Regions from separate parts of the Bombyx mori genome. Here region 2 is linked to region 1. A link is a contact called in public Hi-C data. All regions are on one chromosome and are shown on one strand. Each heading gives the region's core, a stretch centred on a gene start, on an enhancer-like site or on the middle of the called end of the contact. The rest is flanking DNA. Distances are from core to core; before and after follow the strand shown.

What was found. A called contact is a pair of places that touch in the nucleus more often than the background predicts.
Region 2: a contact with region 1 is called in a Hi-C map of midgut, with 2.3 times the contacts expected there. The contact joins the promoter of LOC101739334 here to the enhancer-like site in region 1. A contact is called at or near these places in 5 of 7 Hi-C or Micro-C datasets (middle silk gland, midgut, posterior silk gland and 2 more).

The regions. Positions count from the first base shown.
Region 1 is chr17:10,197,938-10,203,216 of ASM3026992v2, forward strand. It overlaps LOC101739334 (cytohesin-1), which reads right to left. Exons shown (of 9, transcript XM_004932427.5): 4 at 962-1,160. Among protein-coding and RNA genes, the nearest start is that of LOC101739334, 51 kb to the right of the region's middle. Within about 2 kb of position 2,999, at least 7 of the 8 cell types and tissues checked have open chromatin away from gene starts, as enhancers often do.
Region 2 is chr17:10,248,893-10,254,171 of ASM3026992v2, forward strand. It overlaps LOC101739334 (cytohesin-1), which reads right to left and starts at 2,514. Exons shown (of 9, transcript XM_004932427.5): 1 at 1,756-2,514; 2 at 1,567-1,640. The coding sequence starts at 1,834. LOC101739561 (ubiquitin carboxyl-terminal hydrolase nonstop) reads left to right here and starts at 2,706. Exons shown (of 7, transcript XM_004932428.5): 1 at 2,706-4,008; 2 at 4,726-4,961; 3 at 5,237-5,279. The coding sequence starts at 3,889.

The DNA.
Region 1 (5,279 bases), core at 1,749-4,248:
GGTGACATTAAATTTTCAATATTATTTAAAATTACGAGTATTTTAATATTATGAGTCATATATGATCAAAGATCATAAAATTTGAGCAGAAAACGATGCCTGCTTTCTTCTAGTTTAAATCACCCGTCTCATATATGTAATGTTTTCAAAATATTTTTGTAAATTGTATTTTTCATTTACATAATAACATATATGGTAATGAGCGAGCCCTGTGTTTCACAGTTCTAATTTAATACTAAACTTGGACCCCAGCGGCTTTCTCGCTGTGGAACCTATGAGCTATCATGCTTAGTCTTATCAACATTACACAAGTTGCGTAACATATTTTTGAGTTAATATTTAATTTCACGGAACTCATTATCATGCTGTTTGTCTCAATTACATGTTTGCTCTCTTATCAATCGGCGTGTTTGGGGACATTTTTTTTTTAATTTAGGAAATTCCATATTATTTCCTGTTTTTATGTTAAACGGAAAACGAAATAAAAATCTATTCAACTAAATAGACCTCTTTATGAAACGAATCAGAGTGTACTCAATGACGTCACCCAACAAATATCTGTTTGGTTAACACCATACAATTTTATATTCCATTGCGACTTAAATCTACTTTTCGCCATTTCTTAAATCTGCGATGAAGCTTACAGTGATAGAAATTAAAATTACTTTGAATCGCGCAAACGGAATGACTGCCGTGGGGCAGCCGTTGTAACTATACTGAGTCCTTAGAACTTATCTCAAGGTGGGTGGCGCATTTACGTTGTAGATGTCTATGGGCTCCAGTAATCACTTAACAGCAGGTGGGCTGTCATCTAAGTAAAAAAAATAATAATAATAATAATTTTATATTCCTTTGCAACTACTACTCGCCATAACTTAGATCTGCGATGAAGCTTACAGTGATAGAAATTAAAAAATTACTTTGAATCGCGCAAACGGAATGACTTCAGTAACAAGCTTACCTGAGAGCCTGCACGAGTATTAAATCAGTGAAGTCATGGAGATCGACAAAGGCTTTTAGTACCGCCTCGTTGAATTCCGATCGTTCACCGAGGTAGTCGCCTATCGCGGTTTTGCTCAGTCCCTCGCCTTTGTGAAGGAACTGCGCCACGTCCTCCGGCGTCCTCTGCAGTAGACCATTTTCATAAAGGTATTCGATACCTAAAAACGAAATTAAGAAAAAAAAATTGTGAATCTTACTTAATTATTTACAGATACTTATATTATTTTTTCAGGTCAATGACAATAAATACCAAGCAACATCTTTATGTATCATAAGTCGAGTGTTTTGGAACAACCGAACCAACTCTATACAAATTCATGGATATTAATAATAATTATGTTTATCTTTTTCTTTCAACTTCGTTCTCGGGACTATAATATATGGATCGCTTAATTCCAAAAATATGTTTTCTTTACAATTGTGTCATAATATCTCATACGCAATATGAAAAGACTAGCTTTTGCCAGCGACTTCGTCCACAAATGATGCTTTATATTAGAACAAATTTGGTTAGCATAAAAAAGGTTATAGTGAGCCAACTTTAACATATAAACATATGGTGTCGCGGACTTTTTTTTAGGTCTTTTAAAGGGGAACAATTCTGTCATACATTCTTTTAGCGAAACTTTAACCGCTTCTGCAGCGTATGCAGCGGAAGCTCTCAAAAGGGAAAAAAACCCGATTTTGAAACATTCTTTATTGATGCTCCGCTTGTATTGGTCTTAGCGTGATGTTATATTATAGCCTATAGCCTTCCTCGATAAATGGGCTATCTAACACTGAAAGAATGGGACTAGTAGTTCCTGAGATTAGCGCGTTCAAACAAACAAACTCTTCAGCTTTATAATATTAGTATAGATCAATGCTAGATCCTCTTCACTCACACATACCGAAGTTTATTGGAAAACAACAATGACTAACGTCCCGTTGTTATTAACGTTACGCGAAATGAAATCACAAGAGAAAAGTCACAGGAGAATTATACAATTCAAACAATAATACACCTGTTTAAGTGGTATTCACAGTATAGGCGTGGGATTTGGGAAAGAAAAGTTAAAATAATGAGTATGGTCTGCTTTGAATAGTGAAAGCATATTTAACGAAGCCTTTTATTCGTATTATTACACGATATTTTAATGAAGCGTAAATGAATTGAACAATACTACCATAACAATATTAAAAAATGCCACTCGATGAAATTGAATTCACAATACTCTTTGTATTTTTAACATTGAAGCTTCTTAGCATGAAAACTTTTTCACATTCTTTACAATTCTTTCAAATGTTCTCAAAGTTTGCGTTATTGAAAATGAAGAGAAGCCGCAAAAGGCCGCGCATACAATACACAAAATGTAGCGAAAACTCTAATATCTCAAACAAATAATTTCAAAGCAGGAAAACGCATTATACTGCCAATGAAAGTAGTAGTATGCTTGCATTGCCGGCGTTTATATTTTTATGCTTGTTAATTTTTAGGATAACTTTTTAGTGTTTTATCTTTGATTCCTACCATGTCTAAAATACTGCGACAGATGCACGAATAGGTACTATTATTGATACAAAGTTTAGATATGCAATTGAATTCGTGGGCAAAAAAATTAATTCAACCGTGCAGGAAACACGAATATAAATCATGTTGGCTACTCGATCATGCGTACGATAATTGATTATTTGAAATAGCATATACTACATATCCATGTCAGCATAATGTAATTTATAAGAATTCGAATCCTAAAAAAACATTACGTGAATTTGTTTTCAAATCATTAATCAGATATTTTAATCGCGGTACATTTCATTATTATCTGGTGTTCGAAGGCTCAGTCTGAAAGCTTAGGCGAGTGGCACTCGACGCCGATATGCAAAACACTCGGAAAGCAAACTGCAGACCTGCATATTATACTCATTTGCTATGCAATTGCATGAGCATAGGAATGCTAGACATTCAAACAATGTATTATTGCACGAATACCCCTTGTACATAGACGTCTAGACTCATTTAAAAGGCATCTTAGCAGTTACGCTCTTGAATAAAATACACGCTATTACTAATATTGTGCACTACCCTATTTTGATATGAAATTTTTAAGATTCCTATGTTGGTAATTCAACGAAACAAAATTTAAAAAAATCGAACGACAATCAGTCATAACTTAGTTCGCTAGCCAATGTAGTGACGTCATATTGTCGCATGTAACGAGGTATATTCTGTATTAATCACAACTGAGCTGCAGAGGCGTGACGTCACACGCCCCCGTAACATTACAGTCTTTGACGTGGTTTGAAAAATACTTTGCCATCACAAATGTTGGTTAATTAGTTTGAGCTAAACGAAAGATAGAGAAGGCTAATGGTTGTTATCGTATAAACAATGATAAGTGGGTGATAAATTAACGTATATCATAACAATAATTGGAAACAAATAGAAAAAAGATTTGTTCACTCATCGCTCATTGTTAATGTTTAAATTATATTAAATAAGGAAAAACTTTAGGAATTATTTGGTTTAAACAGAAATTATGTAAATGAACTTCATAATTTATAAATGACGTCACGTTTCAAATCACGTTTTCTAAACGTTATTTCCACAAAAAGGGGATCGAAGATCAATAACCTAATGATCACAACGATCTTGAGTGTCCCCAACCGTGTAATGATTGGCGAAACAAATTGATAGATTACATTGCAATATCGAGAGATGCATTACGCAATCGATTTTATGACATCAATTCGAATCGTTTGCATAGGATTTGAATTCAGAATCGTTGAAACATGGCGGATACTCAAAGTAGTTGAGTGAAGCAACGAAGCCTAGACATTTGTGACGTCAAAGTCTATAACAAGATCGTTAGTAGTAGAGTTAGTGGAGGACGCTCCTCCGCCGTTCAGAAACCTCCTTTTTATACCGGACAAGGGTAAGTATAGGTGAAATTTGTATTTCAGTTTGCAATTTCATTTCAAATTTCATCTGAACGTTAAATAGTTTTATAAAAACATAATAGTTTAAAAAAACTAACAAAATACGCTTTTATAGAAAAGCCAAATAAAATATAGAAACTAAATTTTAATAATTGAATTAATTTAAATAATAGTGTAAGGAAAACTGATTTTAGTGTAAAAAAAGCGTGGGGTACATGGTATCAGTAGTTATAAATATTTTATGAACAGATATGAGTAGAAGGGTTATTTTGATATCCTGTAAAGCACCCCACGCTTCTTTACAATAAAATCATTTTTTCTTACACTATTTTTAATTCAAATTTATTAGAATTTATTTTCTAATTTTTAGTTGGCTTTTCTATAAAAGCGTATTTTATTAGTTTTTTTAAACAATTATATTATTTTTCATTTATTAGATGAATTTCAATTTTTTCAATTTTTGTTTCATTTTATTTATTTATTATCTATTAACAAACGTAAGGAAAATGTACGGATTTAAATATATTTTTTAGTGACAACCGTAAGGTGAACGGCCCGAACGTTTCCAGTATAATAACATTCACAATAAAATTATTAATACCAAATTTACTGCCGGTAGAATCGAGGCGAACTTAATCAGTTGAAAATTGAAATGAAATCTATAGTATCTTCAAACTGATTGTTGTGATATAAGAGATAATTCAAGTTAAATCGAGGTTATAATTACTCTAATAAAATTTATTTCCGTAGCTATGAATTGTATGAGAAGCTCATGTCATTATTACTAACTAGGCGATAACCGAGCTTTGCTCGGTTTTGGTAACGCCATCTTATTGTGTCTTTAAAGCGGTTAGTTGTCGTCAATTAAGAAAAATAGTATTATTAAGAGTTGATTATTGAAAACACGAATAAAACAACATTTTCTGAAAATAAATCGTAGCTAGATCGATTTATCGCCCCCAAAATCCCCTGTTTACTAAATTTTATGAAAATCGTTGGAGCCGTTTCCGAGATTCAGATTATATAGATATATATTAATATACAAGAATTGCTCGTTTAAAGGTATAAGATAAGTACGGCGTCGTTAAAGAATCTGTGACTTAGAATCCGTCTGAAAGCATAAGTGCGCCTCTCGCTCCCCTAACATTTCTCGGACGTTTTTTAACAGTGCCTTGCGAAGGTCGATATATATATATATATATATATGTAGGATTTAATTATTTAATTATTACTAATATTTCTAATTATTGTAAAACATTTCTGAACGAGTGAAAGATTCTGAACGCATGCTGTGTGAAAGGGACGGATGTAGCTCTAGCTCGCTCTCTCGCACGACGCCGCCATTAGGAGTAAGACGT
Region 2 (5,279 bases), core at 1,264-3,763, 50 kb after region 1:
AATAACGGCTCGTGAGCCGTATTTTGCTGTCGCGGCTCAATATTACGGTACGTAGCATAACTTAAAAATTATGTAAAGGCAAAGAAAAAATGAATCTTGTACAATATTTTTTTGTAAAATTTCTGTTTTCATTAAAAATTATAATAACAAAATGTACGAAAATAGCTGCTTTTTTCATAGGACAATGTACAACACTTAATCTATTAATTTAAGTGACTCAGCTGTTCTTGTCTCTTTTAATCATAAACGTCTCTAGCCTGAACAACTCTAGTAGGAGTGAAAAAATCTAGAAAAGCATTTCTATTGAAGGCCTCTAACTTCATCCACTTGTATCTACAACTTGGAGATCTTAATTTGTAGATAACTTGGTGTAATTATATCAAGCCAGTAATAATAATAAAGTTTTACCCAATAATATTCTATGACTTTAAAATTGAAAAAATTGTTTTCATGAAAAATCACACATATTTTAAATGGATGAGAAAAGTAATGATAATGACACTTGGATCTCTCATTTCAACTGGGAACTACTAAATGCTTCATACTATCTGGAGCAGTGTTTTCCAACCTCTTTTGTACCAGGCCACACTGTAACATTTCTTAAATTTTTATGCCTCCCATATATAATTTTTAACATAAAAAAATTGATTTGTTCACTTAAGAAACATAAATCATAGGTTTTAGGAAGAAATCACTATGAAATTGTTATCAGAACACAATAAATAATATTTAAAAAAATACAACAAAAAACTGAAATTCTAATTCAAAATAATTTTAATACAGATTTTCTATATTGACTTAGTGTGATTTGCCCCCTTAATTACCAATTTGATCCTTGGGGGACGTGGGCCCCATGTTGGAAAATACCGATGTAAAGCAATGATATATGTATACTTTTTTATGATATTTATCATTTTCTGTCTTAGGGGTGTCTTATTACTCCTCATTAAAGATCTTCTAACCTAAATTTTGCATATTTTTTTTAAATAATATCTACTTGTCTGTTTCTTCATTTGATAAAGAAAATAAATGATAAATATAAAATGTTTGTAACACATACAAAACGTTCATAACATTAAATTAAAGATTATGGAATTTTGCATACTTGTCATTTGTTTGCAAGTTTGAGACAGTGGCTATGTACTTAGTTTTATTTGATGAATTGTTGATATGAGATCTCAATATTATCATTATTTACTTAAGATGATTTTTCTTTAATTTTTGTATTTATAGATAATTCATTTACTTTTTTCAATTTATCCTGTGAACTATATCTATATTTCTAATATTTCTTTACAATAAGACATTACAAAGAAGTAATGTAGAACCATGTTATATTAAACAAGTATCTCATTTGATTGAATTCCATAAATACTAATATTTCCACCTAGTAGCATTAACTAGACTTGGTATAAGAATATTACGTACAATAGAAAACCGGTATGAAGCAAGTTTTATACGTGTACAAGGACAGAACTGTTTACCGCGTTAACGTAAGGTAATTGCGAGATAACAGGTGAAGCTAACTCAAGAACATGATTGATTAGATTAGCAAATTGTACCGACCTGTATTTCTAGCAGTAACTCTGTTTTCCTACGTCGTATATCAATCAAAGTCTTCTGCTGTTCAGCTGTCAGCTCTGAAAATAACGGTATGATGACCATATTAATCCATGGCACATAATAGTGGCCATTGAGGTCATTATAGTAGCAAAACATCTTCACGTCCACAAATTAAATTACCATGACACTCACCCGTATGAGTAAATGGATCAGTATGATTATTGGGACCATTGCTTCCACTAAGGGATAGATTTTCAAAATCACTTATCATTTCTCAAAATAATTTAAAAACAGTAAACAAAAGTTTACATCATTATTGAATGACTCGCGGCCATATTTATTTACAACATTTCAACAAATAGCTTGAAATATAGATTATACACTTATGCTTGAAACAGCACTTAAGTACCCAAAGAAATGTCTACTCTATCGAAAAGTTAGTCTCGCTTCCACAAGCGAACTAGAATATTTTAGTTTCACTTTTATAGCAATGGCCACCCTGTTCATGCTTAAAATATGATAATTTGGCCAGTTAAGCTGTCTTTGGGTTCCTTTATTATTCCTTTTATCTCGTAAAAAGCTGCTATGTGATTCACCATTTACATTAAACAAGCAGCGTTATCTAAGTATAAAACATTTGTATTTATTAGTGTTATATTATGACCATCCACCCAGCTTAAATCAAAGGAGCTATGCGTTCGGGTCTGAAGGGTTTACAGGCGTTGTTTAATACAATTAAAATATTGACCCCAAATCGCAAGATGAGAAATCCGCGTTATTAACACTCATAAATTCATCTACGCAATAAAGAAAATCTGTCAATCTTTTGCATGTGATGTACAGATTTCTTTTTTTGAGCTGAGTTGAACTCCCTATTGCATGTTAGAGCCATGGATTTTTTTTCCCTACCTAAGAGGCTATTCCAGCTACGCCCGAATGGTTGGAGCTCACGGGCTCAACCTGAGAGAATTTGCTAACAAGAGCCCTAGCAAGAGTAGTGCTTCGCAGAATCTACCAAAGGATTGGAATCGTGACCCACTGAGAAGATCCAGCCAGAAACTTATAGAGGATAGAACTCCATGGTTAGAACTCGAATATATTAAGTGTATAATCTATGGTTAGAACAAATGTAATTTCTCTATGGACTTTTTGGCGGGAACGCGAGGAGTGAAGTTGTGTGATTTGTTTTATTTTGTCTATTTAGTGTTTCTTCGGGTTTAAATGTGTAATAATGGTGGTTTATTAACCGTTTAATATCTGTGAAGGTGCACAAATGTGGGAAAATGAAACAAAGCCGCTGGACGTAACTTCTCGGGATCCTCCAAAAAGTCCACTGAAAAATCTTAGTAAATGACCACCATTTTACTGAGATTAGATTTCATCTCATATCATCTCATTTAATTTCATCCTAGTTGATTAATGTCACAAATTAATCATTTTCATTTCATTTCACTCCATAATATCATTTTTCATAAAATTAAGAATATAGAATAAAATAAGACATGACTTAAAGGTCTCAGTTACCAGGTCATAAAATCTCTTAAAAAAAAATAATTTCTCTATGTATGTATAGTCCGGTGCGTTGAATCGTTATAATCTACGCAGCACCTTACCGACACCCCGCGGACTTTTTGGTGGGAACGCGAGGAGTGAAGTTGTGTGATTTGTTTTATTTTGTTTATTTAGTGTTTCTTCAGGTTTAAATGTGTAATAATTGTGGTTTATTAACTGTTTAATATCTGTGAAAGTGCACAAATGTGGGAAAATTAAATAAAGCCGCTGGACGTAGCTTCTCGGGATCCTCCAAAAAGCCCCCTGAAAAAATCTCAGTAAATGACCACCATTTTACTGAGAGTACTGAGATTATGTTTCATCTCATATCATCTCATTTCATTTTATTTCATCCCAGCTGATTAATGTCTCAAATTAATCATCTTCATTTCATTTCACTCCATAATATCATTTTTCAAAAAAATAAGAATATAAATTAAAATAAGACATGACTTAAAGGTCTTAGTTACCAGGTCATAAAATCCCTTAAAAGAAAACACACACACACCCCGCGCCCCGTTCACAGCTTAGAGTCAAATAATTTCATTCAAGTCAGCTTCAGCAGCATAGATAATATACCTCCTGATATACCGATCAGCAGTCAGATTCGATTTCTTGGTTCAGAATTTTAAATTTTCATTTAATTGCTTGTTTTCAGTATTAGTGTTTTGTTATTTTTATTTTGGTTACCGACCGTCATTATCTTATTATGCTTTCATTCTAATTTCTGTCAGCGAGATATCTTTGTAACCGGTGAATTTACAAGCCAAAATAATGAATGACAATGGTTGCATACACCTAAATAATTTTAAGGCTGCTAAAGGCACTAACCCATATAAAATCGTACATGCATTTTTTGTTTCCTGTACGTCGTATGAAGCACGGAGATACAAGGTAAGATACTTCTTTTAAAAGAAAAGCTATATTTAAAAAAATGCGAAAGACCTGTACAAAAATGTTTCTGCGCTGCAAATTGTTCCAATAAAACTGTTTGATTTGTTTATGAAAAGTAAAGAAAAATGAGAAAAATAAGGATTGTTTTATTAAACTAGTATGAAATTATGTGAGATATTTTTGTGCTAAAATCTGTAATCAGCTGATTAGTGATCTTTGACCTCGAAACAGCTGTTTGCGTTTAGTCGCAATTACGATGCGCCGTTCAATCTTGAGCGTTGCACATTATTGATTTTACTTCAGCAACATTGATATTAACTACAAATATGATTTCTTTGTCATCCATTTATGTGTTTCAATGGTAAATTTAACTAAACAGCACAGAATTGTGTTCTGTTATTAGAAATTTACACATAAGGGGAGGAATTTATAAAACGCGTGGTCTTTATTCGTGATAGCTTAGCGTAGCTTTCATATAAATACTATAAAATACACACGACTCGTGATTAGCCCGGCGACGCTGACATGGTCTCTCTAGAGACTAGACCATCAGCTTAGGTAGTAAAAAAAAATAAAAAGATTAAAAAACGATTTGCTTTTTCAGAAGTTTCTATAATTACAATTCTTGTACTAATAACAATTTAAGTAACAATGCCATTTAAATTAAACTAATTGTTAGTAACAATTGCACACAACATTGAATGATTGATGTTTCAGGCAACATCCTGTCTCTGCTTTGCTTGTGGCCAGCCTGGACCTCGTATGCATTCATGTCTCCACTGTATCTACTTTGCATGCTATGCTGGTCATATTCAAGAACACTCCAAATCTAAGAAACACTTCCTGTATGTTGACCTTAGCTATGGAAATGTCTTCTGTGCTCAATGCCAAGACTACATTTATGATAGGGAGCTTACTGAGATCGCTGCAATACATAAGGCAAAGGAGGCTAAGTATGCATCTTTTATTAAACAAATATAATTTACCTAATTGTACAACAGCAAGGAATTTAGATTTTTAGATTTAGATTTTTATTTATTTCACCAAACATAATATACAACTACAAAAGAAATTGATCATTTTAATGATAAATAGATATATATATTGACAAAGATATATGTAAATCTTAAATTGTATTGTTTTTCAATCGAACTGTACCACATTCTGTACTAATACTATACGTTACTACCTCAACTGTGATTTGTAAAACGTTTACATTTTGGTGCAGGTCCCTTGGTATAAGCATACCTTTTATGCCATGGTTACCAAAC